2 separate regions of the Ovis aries genome follow, and region 1 is linked to region 2. Evidence: chromatin contacts called from public Hi-C data. All regions are on one chromosome and are shown on one strand. The core of a region is the stretch at or near the end of the contact, and the rest is flanking DNA. Distances in the headings are between cores, read along the strand shown. Region 1 has its middle 20 kb from the start of SLC8A3. Region 2 overlaps SLC8A3 (solute carrier family 8 member A3).

Region 1 (3,336 bases), core at 820-3,319, 180 kb after region 2:
AATGGTGGGCAGGACTTAGGGGAACTACCTCTAAGAAAAAGTTTCAGGGTAAACAAATAAAGTTGCTCTCCAAATTTAATTTACAGGATTGTTTATCACGTCGTTTTTGTGAACTTGGGGAACATTAGGGAGCTATCCAGATGTCTAAGTATAGGGGTTTGTTATATTCATATCAGTTCAGTTCAGTCGCTCAGTCATGTCCGACTCTTTGCGATCCTATGAATCGCAGCACGCCAGGCTTCCCTGTCCATCACCATCTCCCAGAGTTCATTCAAACTCATGTCCATCGAGTCAGTGATGCCATCCAGCCATCTCATCCTCTGTTGTCCCCTTTTCCTCCTGCCCCAAATCCCTCCCAGCATTCACAAAGCTGAATATCAAAAAGCCACTGAAAATAACATTGCAAATGTATTTACATCAAATATTTTACTAATGTAGTACTAAATGAAAAGAGCAGGTGTAAGACATCATGGAGAGTAAAATCTATTTTGCTTTAATTATATGTATGTTTATAATCTACATTGATACCTAGAAATGAATATTTAAAGTCAGACCCTTAAGATTCTTCTGAGAGCTTTTCTGAATTGCCAGTTTTCTCAGTCCTGAAAAAGATAGAAAGTTTATTTCAGGTTTGGGTAGATAGGAGTCACCCTTAACCTAACTGAGATGATTTACATCAAGTGGCCAGAATTCTGTTCAATAATGAGCCTTCTCATGTATGTCTGAATCAGAGCTGTCTCTGAGGTGGGGTGTGGTTCAAAGTGAAGGTAGAAAAATTGCTCTTGCTTGCCTATGAGTTTAGAGCATGCTGCCTTGCTAAGTGTTGCTTGTTCCTTTGTGATTAATGATGCGTGATGTATCTGGGAAACTGAAAACCGCATGAAGGCTGTGATGCGGTATATTCCCTTTCGAATAGACTATTAAACTGGACTGGCCATGGTTTAGCTCAACACAGGCTGGGTGACTGAAGTTCACGTATGGAATTACTTAATACAGAGTAACCCAGAAAGCACAGCTGCTGGACTACTGTGGTCTGAGTTCATTTTCTGGCTATACCTCTGAGGGTGGAGAGGTGGAGTTTCATCAACAGGGAACTCAAACTGAAGTGCTTACACTGTGACAGAATGTAATGATACTTTTAGGGAACACATATATGCTAACGAATGTTCTAAGGTTTTCTAGAATTGTAACTTTAAACCCTCTAAAAGCTCTATGAAGGGGACTTCCTTGGTGATCCAGTGGCTAAGAATCTGCCTGCTGATGCAGGTGACAAGGGTTCAATCCCTGGTCCGGGAAGATCCTACATGCCGCGGAGCAGCTAAACCCCTGCACCACAGCTACTGAGTCCACACTCTAGAGCCCAGGGGGCTGTAACCCACTTCAGCAGGTCCTCCTAGAGCCCACGCTCCCTCAACAAGAGAAGCCACCACAACGAGGAGCTTGTGCACTGGAATAAAGAGTAGCCCCTGGCCGGCCAAAGCTAGAGAAAGCCTGCACATCGTGACTAAGACCCAGTACAGCCATAAATCAACAGATTCCTTGGTGGCTCAGACTGAATGCAATGAAAGAATCTGCCTGCAATGCAGGAGATGCATGTTCGATCCCAAGTCAGGAAGATCCCCTGCAGGAGGGAATGGCTACCCACTCCAGGATTCTTGCCTGGAGAACTCCATGGACAAAGAGGAGTCTGGTTGTCTACAGTCCATGGGGGTCACAAAGAGTTGAATGCCACTGAGCAACTAACACTTTCCAGGCTGGCCACAGCTAGAGAAAGCCTGTATGTAGCAACTAAGACCCAGCACAGCCATAAATAAGTAGATTAAAAAATTTTTTAATTAGTTTTTAGAGAAAAGCCCTGTTAGAGAAAGACACTGTACAAACTGAAGAAACTGGGAACACAGAGAGGTTAAGTAACTTGTCCAAAGTTACAGAGCTGGTTAAGTAGCAGAGCGGGGATTTGAACCCCAGTCTTGCTTCTTAAACCATTACTGCCTGCTGCCTCTGCAGTAAGTGTAATGTCCTTGATTGAAGCTGGCAGGATGTAGAGGAAAGGGAGGAGGCGGAGCTTGGCAAATGAGATAATGTTCTAACAAATGTCCATTAGCAAGCAGCTGCTGTGGAGGAATAAGGGCCCAGTGTTTCCAGATCATCCGAGTTTTTAAGAGAAAACTGAAATCTGACTTTTATGTGAAATTCCTAATTTAAAACTATATTGCCGACCAAAGCATGAGCGCACACGCACACACATATGCACAGAAACACACATTCTTACTACTGCGGATGACTAACTTCTGAACCCTGTAATAAAAAGAATGGGTATTTTGGGACTTCCCTGGCGGTCCAGAGGTTGACTCTGCACTTCCACTGCAGAGGCAGTAGGTTAGACCTCTGGCAGGGGAACTAAGATCCCACATGTCACAGAGCATGGTCAAAGAAAAAAAGGACATTTCCATGTTCAGTTGTCTTGATCAGAGAAAATAATCTAGCTGATTAACCTTAGATGGAAAGGAGAAAAAAAAACTCATCATTTATTATTCTGTGGCTTAAGCAAGTTAATGTCTCTAAAGTTTTTATTTCATCTGTAAATCAGTGGGGTTAATAGTATTATCTCATAGGATTTATGTGGCGGGCTATGTGGGACTATGTGGGGGCTGACTTGGGCAACCAACTTTTTAAAACATAAATAATAAATAATTATTCAATATATAATGTGATAGATATGTCATAAATGTATTATATTTAAAAATATTAGATATACAATATATTTAATATATTGTATTATATATAAAAATATATAAATATAATTGACAATTGTTTTATTACTTTAACAAAAATGAGAAAAGTGTTTATTGGAAATAACTGGAAATTATACATCATTCTGTATTATTCGGGCTTCCCAGGAGGTAAAGAGCCTGCCTGACAACGCAGGAGACATAAGAGATGTGGCTTCAATCCCTGGGTTGGAAAGATCCCCTGGAGGAGGGCATGGCAACCCACTCCAGTATTCTTGCCTGGAGAATCCCAAGGACAGAGGAGCCTGGTGGGCTACAGTCCATAGGGTCACACTGAGTCGGGCATGACTGAAGAGACAGCGTGCACACACCCAAGCAGTCATTTATCAGATGCATCCTTTGTGTGTACCTTCTCCCTGTGCGTGCCTTGTCTTCTCATTCTCTTGACAGTGTATTTCACATATCAGAAGTATTTAATTTTAAATAAGCCCAGCTTATCAATTATTTTTTTCATGGATCCTGCCTTTAGTATTATATATATCCACGGTCTTCTATCGGTTGGCCTAAAAGCTCATTCAGATTTTTCTGTAACATCTTATGGAAA
Region 2 (3,119 bases), core at 304-2,803:
AAGCAGGAATGTGGGAGAGATGAGGAATTTCAATCCCTGTCCTGTGAAAATGCTTTCAACCATGACCCGAGTCCAGGAGACGTGAAGTCCCTCATTTTCTTAGAAAGTTCTAAGCTTTTTGCAGGAAATCAAGAAATACAGTCAAAGCTCTTAGTCTGGTGCATTAGGAAGTGAGGGAGTGGTGAAGCTGACATCTCTCAGAATCAGATATTTTCAATATAATCTTTTCCCGACAGATCCTACTAGGTGGACATCGCTTCTCTCCTGCCTCAGATACAAAGCCAGAGATGTTCTAGAAGGCATATAGCCCTTCTGCCTTCCTAGCTGCCCTCTGTCATCATATTCTATTTCTATTTTCGTTCCCTATCTACAACTTGGTGGGTCTTGCTGCAGAGGGATAAACATCCAGACACTGATACAACGAGACAGACAGAATCTGAAAGGACTTCTTGTTGTAAACTGGATCTTGACAGAAGCTTGAGATAAAGCTGTTCCTGCTCCAGCCACAGTCCCCATTCTTACTGCCCTCGCGGGTGTGCGAACTTACCACCACCCAGACACCACAGTCCATTCAAGAATGCAGAGGATAAAAGGAGAAAGGGAACAGGAACTCGCTGGAACAGGAGACAGCTGTTACCCAGGGGAGAGTAGGGGAAAGGGTGTGTCTGAAAGTTCAGGCCTCTGCCCGTCGGCTCAGACCTTGAGCTCCTTCGCAGCACCGTCATCACTAACCTCAGAAAAGACAAGGTGGACAAACAAATGATGAGCAAAACCTGGTGGGAAAACAAAAGCAACCAAGATACTGACGACAATGAAGAGACCCCCGAGCCAGCCATGGGGACAGGGCTCATTTCCATGCCTCGCGGGCGGAGTGAGAGGATGGGATGTGTCAAATTGGACAGACAGGAGAAACCCTGTCCCCGCACAAGGAAAGTTAGAAAGCAAAGGAATAGTCAGAAGAAATGTGGACGAGAAGGTGGAGAGAAGGTCTGACTTTGCTATGGGTCAGGGACACGGCGGGGAGATGGGTTGGAGGTGGATCTGTTGCTGTCATTGGTGTGGATTGAATTAAATATTTTGCCAAGTGGGTGTTTCCTGTGTTCCACTGGACGGATGGACTCTGCCCTTTCAGTTCACTGCCGGGGCCCAGTCCAGTGATGCTCCAGCGGCTCGGGTCCTGAGGCTACCTCTCCGGGGTGTGGCTCGTCCCCCAGAGGTCACGGGTGGGGACGCACCCTTCTCTGGGGAGAAGCTGCAGGCCTGCCCAGCCGGAGGCCTTGTTCTGTGATTCAGAACCCCTTGATGTAGCAGTAGGCCTCCAGCGTGGCAAAGAGTATGTAGAGAAGCCACAGGCTCACAAAGAGCCAAGTCGTGGCCAGCTTGCAGCCACGAGGGCCGCCCAGCTCCCCGCCCAGGTGGGGCCGCCGGCGGTACAAGAGCACGCTGATGCACACGAACGCGAAGATGGTGAAGAGGGTGACGGAGAAGGCCAGCGTGCCGGCCGACACGTGGAACTCCTGTCCCTGCAGGGCCCAGTAGATGGCGGCCACGGACCAGGCCAGGCCAATGCCCAGGAAGACATTGACGGCGTTGCTGCCCGTGACGTTGCCGATGGAGGCGTCTGCGTACACGTCCTGGATGGCAGCCGCTTTGCTGGCAAACGTATCTGGAAAGAGGCAGAGACAGTGAGAGCCGGTAGGGAGGCTGAGATGCAGAGGGCCTTCCATGGAGAGGCCAAAAGGCAGCCGGGGCCAGCAGGCTGAGCCTTGGGAGTGAGAGGCAGGGGCCTGGGGGCTACTCCCTGGTCCACTGTTAATAAGCTGTGTGGCCTTGGGCTGGTCACCTTACTTCTCTGGGCTTTCTGTTCCGAATCTGCCTGAGCCTGAAAGGTTTTCAAGGGTCCTTCTGGTCCTGATATTTACTGAGTGGCTTTTATTGTTCCCTTCTGACTACTACTTCTGTAAGGGGCAGGTGTTGCTTTCCCGTAATATCTCCCAGGGAACTCTGACATCCAGAGAAGCTGTTTAGAATAAATGCCTGATTGCCCCTGTCACGTGGGACATTTACTTTCCAAACAGACTGTGATTGAGTCCGTGGGCTTAGCATTGTGCTAAGGGCTGGATTTATGGGGACAGAGGACACATGGGGAGATGTAGGGACTAATGATGGGGATATCCATGGGCTCAAGAATGACAGGGCTCAGGATTCGCAGTTAGCATACAAAGCACAGGGCCTCAAAGGCTATTGGACTTTAGATGTTGGTATGGATTTGTAGGCACTGGAAGCTGGCTGGCCACCCTTTTATTTGACAAGTTAGGAAAAGTAAGCATCAAGGGATCTACTCAAGGTAGGTTAGCAAGAGATTTGACCCGAAAACCTTCCTCTGAGAGCCCTTTCCATAGCTTTACCCGACATCCAAACAGCTTCAGCCAAAGCCACAAATTAAGCTGAGTGGACCACAGCATCACCTTCAAGCCCCTAATGCTGCCAGCTGTTCTCTGCACCCACCGCAAGGTCTTGGACAAGCCCCAAGCTCTCCCTGGCCCAGCCTGCCTCCTCGTTGCCAATATTGTCCCCAAGAAGACCTCTTGCCTTTTCTTGCCTATGACCTTGTTTCTTCTTTTTTTAAACTTCTGATCCTCTGCAACTTCTTCCCACATCTGTTCCTTTTGCCCATATCTGTTCCTTCCCCTCTGATAGTTCCTTGAGGCCCCAGAGAACAGAGGTAAATCATAGGGTATCTCTCTCACAAAGCCTTCCCTCAATTATCCATTTAATTTCCTACCACTCCATGCATTCCCATGATAGCCAAACCTTTTGCATCATTAAGGTACAAATAATTCCACTGGTCTGTGCTGGGGTCTGGGGAAGTGGCTTCTCCAGAGTGTGATGCAGACTCAGTTACTGTCCAGAAGGATATGCTTTCTTGGCATGAGAAGGGTTTCCAGCCAGCAGAGTCCTATCTGATGAGATTTGGCTCAGCCTTTCCATAGGAAGGGGCTGTCTCTGTCTTCCCACCACAACTGGGAGGCCAGCTCCTGGGTAGGAATTTGGGGTTCAGACACACTGGAGACCCCATCTGAACTAAGTAAGGAACCTGGGCTAATGTAGCCGCTCTC

What was found. Hi-C and Micro-C count contacts between places; a contact is called where the count stands out from the background.
Region 1: a contact with region 2 is called in a Hi-C map of hypothalamus, with 4 times the contacts expected there. The contact joins two enhancer-like sites. A contact is called at or near these places in 3 of 16 Hi-C or Micro-C datasets (hypothalamus, muscle and tail adipose tissue).

What each region holds. Positions count from the first base shown.
Region 1 is chr7:80,047,137-80,050,472 of ARS-UI_Ramb_v3.0, forward strand. No RefSeq gene overlaps it. Among named protein-coding and RNA genes, the nearest start is that of SLC8A3, 20 kb to the left of the region's middle. Within about 2 kb of position 2,070, at least 8 of the 54 cell types and tissues checked have an H3K27ac peak or open chromatin away from gene starts, as enhancers often do. A contact at or near this core is called in hypothalamus, where this site is marked.
Region 2 is chr7:79,866,903-79,870,021 of ARS-UI_Ramb_v3.0, forward strand. SLC8A3 (solute carrier family 8 member A3) reads right to left here. Exons shown (of 7, transcript XM_060418226.1): 7 at 1-1,666. The coding sequence ends at 1,290. Among named protein-coding and RNA genes, the nearest start is that of TRNAC-ACA, 48 kb to the right of the region's middle. Within about 2 kb of position 1,554, at least 8 of the 54 cell types and tissues checked have an H3K27ac peak or open chromatin away from gene starts, as enhancers often do. A contact at or near this core is called in hypothalamus, where this site is marked.